Linked DNA regions of Triticum aestivum: region 1 is linked to region 2. Evidence: chromatin contacts called from public Hi-C data. All regions are on one chromosome and are shown on one strand. Each heading gives the region's core, a stretch centred on a gene start, on an enhancer-like site or on the middle of the called end of the contact. The rest is flanking DNA. Distances are from core to core; before and after follow the strand shown. Region 1 holds the start of LOC123111948. Region 2 holds the start of LOC123111947 (O-fucosyltransferase 35).

Evidence for each region. A called contact is a pair of places that touch in the nucleus more often than the background predicts.
Region 1: a Hi-C map of leaf shows a contact between it and region 2, with 4 times the contacts expected there. The contact joins the promoter of LOC123111948 here to the promoter of LOC123111947 in region 2. A contact is called at or near these places in 2 of 5 Hi-C or Micro-C datasets (both in leaf).

Annotation. Positions count from the first base shown.
Region 1 is chr5B:379,549,504-379,556,597 of IWGSC CS RefSeq v2.1, forward strand. LOC123111948 reads right to left here and starts at 5,052. Exons shown (of 1, transcript XM_044532831.1): 1 at 2,756-5,052. The coding sequence starts at 4,800. The coding sequence ends at 3,250.
Region 2 is chr5B:379,374,752-379,382,451 of IWGSC CS RefSeq v2.1, forward strand. LOC123111947 (O-fucosyltransferase 35) reads right to left here and starts at 4,530. Exons shown (of 9, transcript XM_044532830.1): 1 at 3,795-4,530; 2 at 199-333; 3 at 34-103. The coding sequence starts at 4,283.

The DNA of each region.
Region 1 (7,094 bases), core at 3,802-6,301, 180 kb after region 2:
GTAATACATCCCTTCATTATTCACAAACATCATCATTTTTCTGGCAGTATGTGAGAAACCTTCATTTACCATTGAGAACGTGCACATTTACTATGCAAGGGTATAACTACAACACCAAAGTAATGAGTAAATAAGCCTCAAGGTTGTAGAAAAATCTATATTCAAAGAGAAGTTCATAGGTCTAAAAGCAGTTGGGAGTAGTAGAAATCGAAGTGTCTAATCGAAGGTAGATTATTGACAGCTCTATACCAAATGCATCTAGGTAGGTGGACTTAATGGACACAATTAAACATAATTATATGAACAAGGATCACATTAAAGATTTTAAGTCAGTCAACTTGATCTAAAATGAAATGAAATTTGATAGCATCAACCATATCTAAACAAAAGATAATTATATTCTCAGCCTGTTCCCCCTCCTCTCCCGAGCCAGAGCGAAAGAGACACAGCGGCTGTTCATCTGAAATGAAATTTGAAAAAAAAAGACTCAAAAGGCTCGTTGACTTGGCCCAACACGAGCCAGGAAAATGAGAAAGGACTCGCTGAGAGAGAGCTGAGAGCGTGCAGGAATGAGATTGGATGGACAGAAAAGTGATTGCGCACCAATCTGAAAACAGCTAGCTGTTATTTAGGAAAAGTGTAAAATATTGAAAACAATCATAGCGCTACAAGTTAACTAATCAAGCCCTATATGCAATATGCCCAGTAGAATAAGATGGGAACATACATGAATATCCAACATGTCAGTTTCCAACCGAAGATGTGTTGCAGCCTAACCAAGGTCTTCAAGATACCACAGTTGGTTGACAAGAACTTATGATCCAGCTTCAACATTATTGAAACTAACCTTCCAAAGAACAACTACCTCTTAGCGAATGGTGACCCAACATTTCTTTAGAAAATGGTAACCCAACAGCCAACATATATTTAAGACCAAAGTAAGAGTTTCAACTGGGAGAGCATAGGACTACATATTTTCGAATTTTCAAGTGGATCATAATAATGTTATACCATATCCCATAGATTTATGCGTTCGGCAGGAATTTCAAAACGAAGCAGTGATAAATGATAGATTCAAATGACATTTGATATAATCAAGGGCAGCATTTTTTTCGTACTAAGAACTTACAAGTTGAGAACCATAGCTAGATAACTAAGAAGATAAAAGAAATAAACACCTTGATCAGGAATTGAGTTATCTTGCCTGCACAACACAATACAGGTGTAACACGGCCTGCTGATTCAGCAACATGTTCTCATCCAAATGTTGACCAAAGTGGAGTGACATAAGCAGAAAAAAGCTGCAGAACACACTCTCATATATGGAGAAAGGCAATGCCCATGTATAACGAAAATTGATAAAGATTAGTGAAAACCAATACAACCTTCTGAGCGAACAAATCGATCTTTCTTATTCAATAACGAAAGGTTGCTCTCTTCAGATTTGGCAGCTGACTTAATAATATCCACAATAGGTTCGTCATTCTAATCAGCAACAGTAGAAACAGATAGCTTCTTCTTGAAGACTAGTTTGAACCGGACATCAAATCCATGTTCATGACTTCGATTACTAGTTTGAACCAGACATCAAATCCATGTTCATGTCTCCAATTACTATTTTTAATCAGACATCAAATCCATGTCCATGACTCCAATTACTTTATCCCAAAAGAGTGTTGTCAATAGCGTTAGAAATGTGGAAGACTAGTGGATGTCATGTATTAAGGGAGGTCCAACGGACAAATATAAAGGAGAACAAAAGATGAACACAAGAAACACACTCGAAAATAAAGCTGTCGAGTGTTGTAAGTGCATGCAACAGGAGTGCAATACTATTAGGTAGGTGCTTATACTGAAACAGTTTCTCTTATTCCTCACAAACTTTTTACTATATACTGTTACTCTCTTCCCCTTGTTTCATCATCTACTGCTCACACATCATGGTCCAAATACCAATTGAAAACGAAGAATCTGTATGGATAATGTAGCCCTATATAACATTGCTCCTTGTCTCGTAGAACTGTTAGATGATTAGAAGGCGCTAAACATAGGGAAGTCAAATAGCTTGACAAAAACATATAACTGGACCGCTTAATCCAAAAAAAAACACGGAATTATAAATTACACTTACGAGATGCAGCAAGCACAGAACTGAGGCAGAGTGCTCTGGGCACTGGCATCTCAGTGAACACCATGAACACGTCCCTGGGACAGGAGCCAGTTGTGGATCACCACCAGTGCAGTTTCCAACTTTCCGTGTAGGGACAGTGAGGTGGTTATGGACCCGAAGCATGGCACAGGCCTCCTGGACAGTGCACAGGCTTCAGGAGGCAGGGAAATGTTAAGGCCTCATGAAAGAGCTTGGAGGCATAGGGTAGAGAGTACAGTGAGAGAATAGGACCTGAAAGAAGGGAATTGCAATAGAAATATCTAAACACAAAGTATTCGATCTGATGCTACAGTGTTTGAAATGATAGAAAATACTAATAGTGTTGGTGAAAGCCTCAAAAAAATGGATGCGATGAGAAGACTTTGTATGGTAATCAGCTGTGCATTAATAAAAGAAATCATATGACAAACCTTACACTTATAGACCAAATTTGCTACACAAATAAATATCGATTTGAAAATAAAGTAAAAGAAAGAGTCAAGACAAACTCGAAAGGCACATAAGAGCTGAGCTGCGGAGCAGAGGTACATAGCTTGTGAATGGATAATGCATACAACGCGCTACTTAGCACAGAAAAACCATAAGTAAGAAGCACAATATTTGACTGCAAGAAATTAATTACATCGAAAGAATCCTACTTACAAAGTTTGGAGTTGGTGGTAAGTTCACTCTCCCATCACTATTACTCATATACTAAAATATATATGGGGCTAACAACTTACAAATGATTTAGCTACAATCATCCCTGTTACTTATACGATAATATACGGGAACCAACAACTTACAAATGAGTTAGCTACAATCATCCCCACAAGAGGGGAGACCACCCATGCAAAAGACGTTGAATAAATAAAACACACCATTACAATCATACGCTGAATAACAATTTTAAAAGAAAGAATGAATAAAACGCTCTTACTCTCATAGGAACCAAAGCTCCACTCTAGAATCTGCATGGATAATGTTGTCCTATCGAATATCTCAGGGAGTTGTGCAGTAATATGAAATACAACATTCTATAAGCAACTTGCACCGGAGAAAACTAGATGGTTGCAGGTCAAGCACAAACATGAGAAAACTCAGCCAAAAACTAGTTTAACCGGAGCAGCAGGTGACAAAGGAGAAACCCCATCCATGATGTGCTTCAGTGTGTTGTCCTTCTCCTGGTCAGTCCAGGAATGTTGCTGCGTCACCAACTCCCAGTCCCAGTGCCCCTTGTTGCGAGCATGCCCGTTCTTGAAGATGGAGACCTGGCGCAACAATGTGCATACTCCCACTACAAACTTGACAAGGTAAATCTGCCTCTCTGTTCCCTCGTAACCAACCATCACAAACTCTTCCAGGTGCTGGTGACGGAGAAGCGTGGTTGGTTTCCAGCGTATGTTGTCACTGGGCTCATCTTCTGTGCAAGTGGCGGCAATGTGAAGGTGGAGGACCTCCAGGGAAGGCGCCGTCTCAAGCAGGAGGCGGGGCCATGAGACGTCCCAGGACGAAGGCACGTCGGCGACCAGCAACCGCCTCAGGTTAGGCAACAACATCGTCGTCGACGGGGACGGCACGATCCATCTGTAAGGTCCACTGATCCTGACAATCAGACTCGATATTTCTGGCATGTTTTCGAGAAGCGACTCATGGTCTATCTTCCAGTGTCGCTTCAGGTATTCGCGAAATCCTTGCATTGTCACGCCGAGGCATGAGGTGAGGTTAAATTTTCTGAGACAAGGGAAGGAGGCGGACTCGAGGAACACCGTAGGTCCCAGGGAGAGGGAGGCTAGGCTCTCGAGATTGGGCAGAGCCCTTAGACGTAACTGTGTGAATCTGCAGTCATCCACAACGAGCTCCTTGATTTTTGACATGGGGGCGTCCACGAATATCACCCCGCCGCTGCACCGGCAGGAGATGAGATGCAGCACCTGCAGCTGCTGGCAAGAGATGAAGACCCCCTGGTAGGTTGCCACGGGCGTCGATTTAGGTATGTCCTGCAGGACGAGCCTAGTGAGCGCACCGTACTCGTGCAGCGGCGGGATCATGCAGCCACCAAGCTTGAGGCTTTGCAGGCGTGACGCACTGGGCTCCTTGCAGAGGCCATGGCTGGCGAAGGTGTGGACTGCGCCTCGTCGCCAGAAAATTGGCTTAGCAACAACTTGGAGGTCATCCACCCCACAAGCATCCATGGCCTCGACTATAAGCCGATTCATGCATTCGGTGCTTTGTGGGGTGACGAAGAACTCGAGCCTCAGCCTACTGATCCTCCTCCGGCGGCCGGCGGTTCCAGCGTCCAAGAAGCTCTGGACGGACCTGGTCAAAGCGCGCATGGCGCGATGCTCGTACCTCCTGATGTTGGGCATCAGCTCTCTTGACACTTGACGCAGGTCGTACTGGAAACCACCACCTTTCCCGACGACGCCGTGGAGCTGGACCCAGCGGTGGTAGCGCGGCGGGAGCATCGCGTCGACACTCAAGTCGAGGATGGGGAGCTCGCCGCGGAGGCAAGCCCAGCGCCTGGAGAGCGCCGTGGTGCCGACCGCCGTCCGGATGTCGAGGCGGCGCAGGACCAAAAGGAGGAGATCGTCGGAGAGGGCGCTGATCCGGTCCGGACGCCGCCGGCGACCCATCGCGGTCCTGGCCATGAGTGAGCTACCTCCACCTGCGCCACGAATCGAGTAGCGGCGACCAGGAAACGGAGTAGAAACAGGTCCTTCGGGGATGGAGCGCCGCCGGCAAGAAGGAGGGTGGGATCTGAGGACGGAGCGCCGCCGGCAAGAAGAAGAAGAAGGAGGGTGGGATCTGGGGACGGAGCGCCGCCGGCAAAAAGGAGGGTGGGATCTGGGGTGTGCGGGGGCTGGAATCCAGAAAAACGAGACCACTGGAAACCTGAGCGTTCTCAGCGATTTGGGCTTCTTGGCCGTCCGATCTTTTTGCTTGATGGAGTTCCGGCCGGCCGATCGAGCCGCTGGAAGACCTCGTCCGTCCGATCGAATCCTGCCCCACTGTAGCATCCCTGTAGCATGGTTGATCCCATCTGGCTCGCGGTGTCGCTCGCTCCGTCCATTCGACCGAGGCTCGCTGGGACCCCACGCGTGTGGGCCGTGGCTGTCACCGGTTGTGGCTAGGGAGGCGCCCTGTGTAAGTCTTTTGCGGTCAAAATATCGTGCCACCGCCAGTAGTTTTGCCACCCCGCAAAGGGCATTTGCGAGATTTCGCGTGCGTGCCCGTGCGTGGCGTCGTGTGGGTGGCTGTGTTTGGCATAGGAGCGAGGAGGTCCCCGATTGGGTGAGAACCCTAGCCAATTATCCCCGTCGCGCCCCTCTCCCCTTCTCTACCGCAGCCACCGCTGCTATGCTCTCCATCCAAACCCTAACCCGTGCTCGCCTCCCTGCCCCCCGTCGTCGTCTCCTTCGCCGCTGGGAGCTCAGCCCGGGTGGTTGTCGCGGGGTTCCTGGCGGGCTTCCTCCTCGGCCTGCTCGCGCTCGCGGAGGCCGAGGCGGCCGTGCCGCCTCTGTCGCCGGCAGGAGGGGGCCCCTGCAGCCACCGCGCAGCCCGACGAACAGGAGCTCCCCGGTGTGGTTCCCTCGACGCAGGGATACTTCCTCCGTCCACTGCCTTCTTTGTGTCGACGCGTGCTTCCGCACGGCCTGCCTCGGCGCAGCCATCGACTGCTACACCGATGCGAGCACGCACCCCCCAAAACCTCCTCCTTCCTGCCCCAATCCCCTTCTTCCTGGTCGACGGCTCGATCCGTGGAATCCCAGGCGATTGATTGATTGGTTGATTGGTTGATTGGCTCGTTTGTTGGTTTCCAGGCAATTGCGCTCAGCCCCTGCGTCGTCGTCTACTGGGTGAACCAGGGCCTCTGCCACTTCCGTCGCAAGGACTGGGCCAGGGTCGAGGAGGACAGCAGGAGGGCGCTCGCGCTCGACGACACCTCCATCAGGGTGACTGACACGGATTATTATTCCTCATTTTTCAGTTGATGCCACCATTAATTGGTTCATGTATGAGGAATTGGGTCGTATATTTGTAAAATGTGCAGAGGTTTCAGAGCTTCATTTGTTCTTGCTTCTGTTACTGATGCGGGGACACTATTTGCTAGGATGTGCGCTGTTCGAGAAGGGGGGCTGCGCTTTGGCTGTCCAAGGAATTCAACAAGGTCTGTCGTTCATGAATCCTCTTATACATTATGAACCAGTCTCTGTATCTTCAGATACAACTGTAGTCTTACGTGTAGTATCTAAGGCCATGCTTCCCTGTTTATTTGTGGAGCCTGTATGTTTCCACCGCATGTGGCCCTTCTTGTCCTCCCTTTTTTTCGTTCTTCTGAACTTCTCGACAACCCTTGTGTGTGTGAGTTGTAGTCTAGCGCATCAATGGGGCGATGCTATCTGCGTGTTCATGAATGTCATTCAATGTAAAATGCAGATTTTCAGAAAAAAAACAAAGATTGAGAGAAGCATATTTAGGCCTGAAACTTTTATCTTGCCAAAACTTCTGTGCATATAGCGTCTCTTTGATTATTTTTTCTGCTTCTAGGAGATGATGAGGGTTCTGAACTTGATCACCATCAGCATAGCTAGGCATGGTAGCTGGATTAACCATTGGATGAAGTATTCAGTTTCATTCTTAATTGCTTACCATTTACAGTATAGTAGATATGAGAAGAGGTGAACCAAATCGTCCATAGACAAAAGCTATGTTTTCTGATTAGTTTAATTAAATGAATGACATATTGATTTTGCGTTTTGTTTGTTTGACAAACACGACGGTAGCGGAGAAGTGGAAGAGCGTCAATTAGGTCCAACTGTGGTATGCGCCAGACTGAACCACCGTGTATGGTTCCTTACCGGAAGTACTTGATCAATGGTACAAAATAAATTTCTTGAATGGATTTATTATGGAGAATAAAATAAGAATATTATGGTTTAAA
Region 2 (7,700 bases), core at 3,280-5,779:
AAAAACATGTTTGTGATATATGAGCCAACTTACTTTTATGAGAGTTTGAAACAATGCACTGTCTGAAATTTTCACTGCTTGGCTGGGACCAGACATCAGAGGCCTATATGAAGCACAAACAAGAAGGGAAAGAAAGGTTAATTCCACTAATTAGTGTATCGAACAAAGGAACAGGTTTAGCAGCTATATATTACTAGCCTCAGCCACACTGCTTTGTCTTTCACCAATGCTAGATTCCACTGCCATCAACATCCTGTCACTCTCTTTCGCCCCCATGTATCCAAAGTGGTTAACTTGATGCCCTTTATCACTGGAGAAGGAAACAGAAAGATCCTAGAAACATGTACAGAAGATAGCAATTTAGATTGTAATACCTAAGCTTTTCTTTCCTAAATGTATGACATAGAATGGTAGATCAAATCAATAACCTGGGATAACAGAGAGTTATGTTCACTAATATAAACTTCATGCGGTGTAGAAACAATCAAATAAGCTCATCATATTCATAACTATAACTATGCCCAGTTAATACTATGATGCAGATTTTGAGCTATGGTGAAGCAAAGTGTAGAAAAAACTGGAGCCCTGCTCCCCCCGCGTCGCTCCCGCGAGGCGACCGGGGGGCAACCCTAAATCCCGCCGGTCTCCGCCCCCTCTCCCCTCCTCCTCCTTCACCACCGCCCGAGGGTGCGGCCGGGCGAAGCCCAACCGTCGCCGGCAGCGGCGGGGCCTCGTGGTCCTCCTGTTCGGGCGGTGCTGGCGTGGGCCGGCGCCTCGGGTCGGAGCGTGGAGCTGTGCCGGGCAGAGGCGGAGCTCCGGTGCCTCTGTTCCCCCGCGGCGGGCGGCCAGGTGATGGTGCGTGCTCGGCTCTCCAAGATCGGCGGCGGCGCGGCCAGATATGTGGCCGGGCGACGCGGGCCGAGGGTGGCATGGGCTGCAGCGTCGCAGCAGCGGCAGGTCGGTGGACGGGCTAGCCGGCTCCAGGTGCTCCGGCTGTTGGGCGGCGGCGGGCAGCGCGGATGGGCTCCCTGGTGAGCTTTCTTGGTGGTCGGCGGTGGACCTTGGGGTTTTCCTTGACGGCGGACGGGTGTGTGTTGGTGGCCTTGCGTGGAGCTGTGCCGGCTGCCGAGGTGGGGCGACATAGGGGGTGTCCGGTGGGGAGTTAGGCTGGAGGGATGGGAGGCGCCGGCGAGAGCTCGGGCCACCCGTCACCGGCACGGGGGTGTGCCGGTCGTGGATGCGTCCGCTCCCCCTCCTCCCCCTTTCCCCGGCCGGGTGCGGGCTGATGCAGCTCCGGCGTTGTTCGAGGCGGGACGTATGCTGCGGTTTCGGCGGTCGGGTGTGTCCTTTGGACCAAAGCCGGTCACTTTGGCTGGTCTTGGGGGTGTCTGGATGCAGGGCGGCAGCCCTGGTGGTGGGAGACGCGACGTTCGTGAGCGGAGCATGCGTCTCAGGTGCGGGTGCGCAGCCATGGCCACGCGTCCGCTCCCCCTCCTCCCCCTTTCCCCGGCCGGGTGCGGGCTGATGCAGCTCCGGCGTTGTTCGAGGCGGGACGTATGCTGCGGTTTCGGCGGTCGGGTGCGTCCTTTGGACCAAAGCCGGTCACTTTGGCTGGTCTTGGGGGTGTCTGGATGCATGGCGGCAGCCCTAGCGGTGGGAGACGCGACGTTCGTGGGCGGAGCATGCGTCTCAGGTGCGGGTGCGCAGCCATGGCCACGCGGGTGGTTTGGTTGCGGGTGGTTGGCGGAGCTAGGGTGCGTCGAAGGGGTGTGAGCGCCGGGGTACACCACTTGCTCAGGGGCCGACGGTGGCGACGTCCGTGGACGCCGTATCCTTCATGAAGGCTTCGTCGCGGTGTTCCCACTCCTTCGTGATGCTCCAAGTGAAAACTTGATCTTCGATATCGGACAGTGGCGGCTACACATAGTCGTGCCCTTCTGGAGGCACCGTCTTGGAGTCCTTGCTCCGTCGTTATCCACCTCGCCTCTCCTTGGAGGATTGCAATGGAGGTCTCCGTTGGCTCCAAGCGATTCATGTTGTTTGGTAGTCGTTGGTGTGGTGTGGCTGTGCTCGGCACCTTTGTATCTTGCCTTGGGTGTGTGTTGTGTGCGGTGGTGGCATGTGTTTGTATCGGTGTGCTTGTATGGTCGGTGCTTTATATATAAAGCGGGGCGAAAGCCTTTTTCAGTAAGCAAAGTGTACAATCCGTGTTTCCAATTTGTGCACATATTGAAATTTTCATCAGGTTGCAACATGTTACTACTAATATGAATGTAATCAAGACTAGGCGACGAATTACCAACTTTTAACATAAATGTGGACATTTGGATTAAAAGATCAGCTGTATAACATTTTTCTATGGACAATATGGTTGGTTGGAAACCTGGGAGAAGATTATTACTGTTATGAAACCTCATGCAGTTTTCAACTCGATATTGCTTGATTCTACCAATTTTTAAAAAATGCCCAGTTGTGGCTGTGCGCAATTTCATGCTATTAGCATTAGTTTCACTGCTATTAGCATTAATTTAAATGCTAGTTTTATATACTGGCAAATGGAATATTTAAATGTAGTGTCACCTTAATCATCCATGCAGTATTTCTGCACTTCGAATAGATATTATGTATAACAAGTTAGCAACTAATTTTGTCGAGGCATCTACCTTGGACAGGGACACAAAAGGCACCTTATCAAACTAGTTTTCCTACAATTTGCATCGCCAAAGCACTAACTATATAGAACAAGGGCTGTTTGTTAGAAGGAAACGTTGAAGTCGGATGGTTTTATTTTCACCAATGAAGTCCTGAATTAAAGATGACTATTTATCTGAATAAGCCCAACTAAGGATACCTACTAGTACAATATATTCCAAGCAAGAAGACAGTAAGGCATACTTCCAAAGTTCTTATGGACATAAATAATATTCTGCCCAATTTGGATAGACCACAAGATCATAAAGTCTATAACAGCCAACTGCCAACAGCTACAAGCACCAAAGTAACAAGTGCTTTAATAGTAAACCAACTGGAAAGGGACTAAAAAACCTCCAACAAAGGAGGAAACGTCCTAAAAATGCTAAGCTTCTGCTAAAAGATCCTTGCTTAAGAAGTTCCAAATACAGCTACAAAGCATAGAACATATTGATTGCATGCACCAACCAATTCTCGCAACAGTTAAGCTGAGGAAAGATGGCCGGACATTAAACTCCAGCTGTCCAAGTCCAACATAATACTACAATAAACCCAGCCTAGCAGTTTTCAAGCAGACCAATTGCATAAGCATCACATTACATTATGCTAAAACATGCCCAGATTCTTACTACTTTTAACAATGAGAATCAGATTCCATCAGATTTCTTTTTCAATTCTTGTTTGACTTGTCCAGAACAACAAGAAAAATGGTAGAGAACTGGGCAAAATTGCATGTTAAAGTTAGAATGCCAATGATTGATCATGAAAAAATGATTATTATGAAAGAGTGGCCGGTGAATCTAGACAGTTAACAATTTAACATGATTTCCATTACTCTAGCTAGTCCTCGTAACATCTCAGTTCCTAATCAACATCATTACTACCAGACGGGAAATGCTATACTATATTTGTAACTCTTCGTAAAAAAATGTGTTCATGATAAGAACTAAGAAGTAGTAAGAATGAACACATTTTTAGTGCAGAAAAAATGCAGAGTTGGTCGAGCACCAGGTGCCGTTGATTGTAAAGAAGAGAATATTTGCAGCGAAATGGCAGCTAGAATCATAACCCAGTAAAATGCAATTTGTAGCTTCCATACATACCTGCAAATCGTCGCCAGCTGGTAGTGCTGACCGGCCGCCGGCCCAGATCTTGACGACGCCGAGAAGCAGGCAAACGCCGCAGAAGGCGAAGAAGAGCAGGTTCCCGAGCTTCCTCCTCTCCCGGATCCCCAGCCCCAGCACGACGTCGCCGGCGCCCCCGCCGGCGCCCGGGCGCTTGAAGAGGCGGAACCGGAGCTGCTGCTGGTGGTGGAGGCCGCCGGGGGAGGCGCTGGAGGAGGAGGCCTCCGCCGCGTCCTTGGGCGGGCTGCCCAGTCCGTCGGTCCGCGGCGAGCGCGGGGAGCCGCTGATCTGGAGCTCGATCTCGCCGCCGGGGCAGCGCTTGAAGGAGTTGGCGCGGCGGGTCATGTAGCCGCCTCCGGCGACGCGGGGGCTGTGCAGGCGCGGGAGGTGCTCACCGGTACCGGCACCTCCACCTCCGCCGCCCGCGGACCCGGAGGCGCCGCCGCCGTGCTTGGGTTGGTAGCCCATGTGGCGCGGGGAGCTCCAGCAGTCCAAGTCCCGGTCCGAGGACCTCGAGGTGAAGGAACTAGTGGCGCTGGGTTCCGAGTGGTGCCCCAGCTGGTCGTCCCTGTACCATGATATGATGTGACGGCTAAATGAGGGGAGGCGCCATTAATGGAGCTCGGTTGGGAAGTGAATGGGGCAGTGAGGTCTCGGGGAGGAGGACGCGTGAGGGAGACGGCGACGACGTGAGGCGCGTAGCGTAGTGGGATACGCACGGAAACGGAGACGGTCAGGGCGGAGGGCGCTAATTACGGCCCTGCCATGCCATTTGGAGGCGCCGCCGACGCCGCCGGGGATTTGATTTTGATTATTCTTTGTTTTTCCGACGTACTTACTCCAATAAAGGCCGTTATTGTCCGAAGGGAGAAAAGGGCGCCAGTTGCGTCGACGCTGTCACGTGCGCCGCGCGTGCTTTGGCCGGTACGCTGCATCCTTCCTGCTTGTGAGACGAAACGAGGCCCAGGGAGAGGGGGCGTTTACTTTGGACTTTGGGGCTGTATCTAGTCTCTACTGGTTGACGCGCAAAGTGGTTCACGTGGGTTTTCCACCTCCAATCTTGCCGTTTATGGGATCGAGCTCACGCACGATCAGGAGCTATCGTTGTTGACCAAATAATTCTTCGTTTACTACCAGTTGTCAGTGTTGTTTTATTGCTCAACATGCAAAGGTTTCTACTTCCTCCGTTCCTAAATACTTATCTTTTTAGAGATATCAAATGGACTATCACATACAGATGCATATAGACATATGTTAATATAGATTCATTTATTTTACTCTCTATGTAGTCATTTTTTGAAATCTCTAGAAAGACAAATATTTAGGAACGGGGGGAGTAGTAGTTTCGGGGGAATCTACCCTTGTCACGTCGTGCTCCCCTCGGAGCAAGAGGAGAATTCGTAGGCAATGTGAAGATCTCTATACATTCGATGAGTGTCTATTATTGCAGGGCATCTCCAAAGCTGACTCCTAAAACTGAGACGACATTGGCATCGGTGCATTGGCCGCTCTTGTCTACATTTGGCTATATTTGACTCGTTGTCGCTCTTGGCCGGCGCGCCACTTAAATGTCGGCATCAGTGAGAGGTCGTGTCCACTCTGGGTCGATATGAATATGGTGTTGGCGCTTTTGGAGCGGCCCTAAGCGATATGAATGCACGGTATATGGGTCTGAGGACAAGATCACATATGAGGAGGAGTGGATTTCTCAGCACTGTCCCTGGACGGATTCAGAGACTGAGCAGCCTACTGCCGATGACGGAGGCGCGAGCGGCCACGCGGGAATGTGATGATGGAGATCCTCGGCTTTGCTATCACCTGTGACCGTAGCAACACTCTTTGCCCTTTTGGTGTATCGATGCTAAAGGGGGGGGGGAGTTTAGGAATTTGTCGACTTTGTCGAGTTGCGAGTGTGTCTTATTTGCCCTGTCTTTCTCTCTCGCAAACTCTTTTATCAGTATCGCTGGGCCTAGCAGCAGTACCACTGCGGCCAGCGATAGTACCACTTGCTGCGAGCTAAATGAGGGGATAACGGTTGGATTGTTCCTCCCACCATATAAGGGGGGGGGTCTTCTTCCCCAAGAAGACCCACCTCTTTCCCCCAAGCTTCATTGTTGCTCCAAAGCTCATTCTTGCCCGATCTCTCTCCCTAGCCAATCAAACTTGTTGATTTTCTAGGGTTTGGTTGAGAAGGCCCGGATCTACACTTCCACCAAGAAACATTTGATTCCCCCCACTAATACCTTGCGGATCTTGTTACTCTTGGGTGTTTGAGCACCCTAGACGGTTGAGGTTAACTCGGAGCCACATTCCATTGTGGTGAAGCTCTGTGGTATCGTTGGGAGCCTCCAATAGTTGGGGAGATTGCCCAACCCTATTTGTAAAGGTTCGGTCGCCGCCTTCAAGGGCACCACTAGTGGAATCACAACATCTCGCATTGTGTGAGGGCGTGAGGAGAATACAGTGGCCCTAGTGGCTTCTTGGGGAGCATTGTGCCTCCACACCGCTCCAATGAAGACGTACTTCCCCCAAAGGGAAGGAATTTCAGTAACACATCCTCCTCTCCACCGGCTCCACTTGTGGTTATCTCTTCCCTTTACTTTACCGAAAAAGGCTTTCGCCCCGCTTTATATTATAAAGCCAACCGCACAACAAACATCCAACATAGTCCAACACAACGCGCACACACACACAGACGGAGGTCCACAATAGCCCAAGCAGTACAACCTAGGGACAAAGCTGAGGGCACAGCACAACAAGCCCTGAAATCACAAAAAACGCACGCCACACACCACAAGGCCGCCAGGCGGTCTAGTCAGGCTCGGGAGGAGGAGGCGGCAGCGGGGGGACCACGCAGAGCGCCATCGAGCGAAGATCGGAGATGAGGGCGGTGATGACGTCCCGGTCCTGGGGGCGGCTAAGCGACCGCCAAAGCTGCAAGTAGACACACAGTTTGAAGATTGCATCAGGCGCACGACGAAGGGGCACCTTCTGAATAACAAGCTTATTGCGGATGTTCCAAAGCGTCCAGGCAAGAACCCCTACGCACAGCCATCTAATATGGCGGTAGCGGGCAGGGCAGGCATTAAGCTCGGCAAGCAGGTCGGGGAAGTTGGTATTACACCACTGTCCGCCAGCCGTTTCGCGGAAGCAGGCCCAAAGGAACTGGGCAGAATGGCAGGAGAAAAAGATGTGGTTAGCATCCTCCATGGTGCCACAGATGGGGCACCTCCCATCACCAGGGCCATTTCGCTTGAGAACCTCAACACCCGAGGGGAGCCGGCCACGGATCCATTGCCAAAGGAAGATCCGGATCTTCAGGGGGAGACGGATGTCCCAGATCAGGCTAAATGGTTCCGGGGCCGCCGAGGGGGCGATGGCACCGTATAAGGACTTCATGGAGAAACGACCGGAGGAATCGAGGTGCCAGGACACAACATCCTGGTCCTCCTCCACCTCCATCGGCAGCAGAGCAATATCTTGGAGGAGGGAGTCCCAGGCGGCCACCTCCAGGGGGCCAAACAGACGCCGAAAGGCGAGACGCCCTAAGTCAATAAGGGTCATCTCGACCGAGACCCGAGGGTCAACCGCAATGGCAAATAGCTCTGGGAAATGCACCGCCAGGGGGGCGTCCCCTAGCCAATGGTCGAACCAAAACAGGGTCGAGGCTCCCAATCCAACAGAGATAGAGGTGCCAATGCGTAGTACGGGCATGAGCTGGATCACAGACTACCAAAACTGAGACCCGCCCGAAAGTTGGCAAAAGGCAAGAGGTTGGCCACGCAGGTATTTATTGCGGATGATGGTGAGCCAGAGGCCTCCCTCCCCATTAGCAATACGCCACAGCCAACGAGTCAGGAGGGCAATGTTCATGCGTCTAGATGA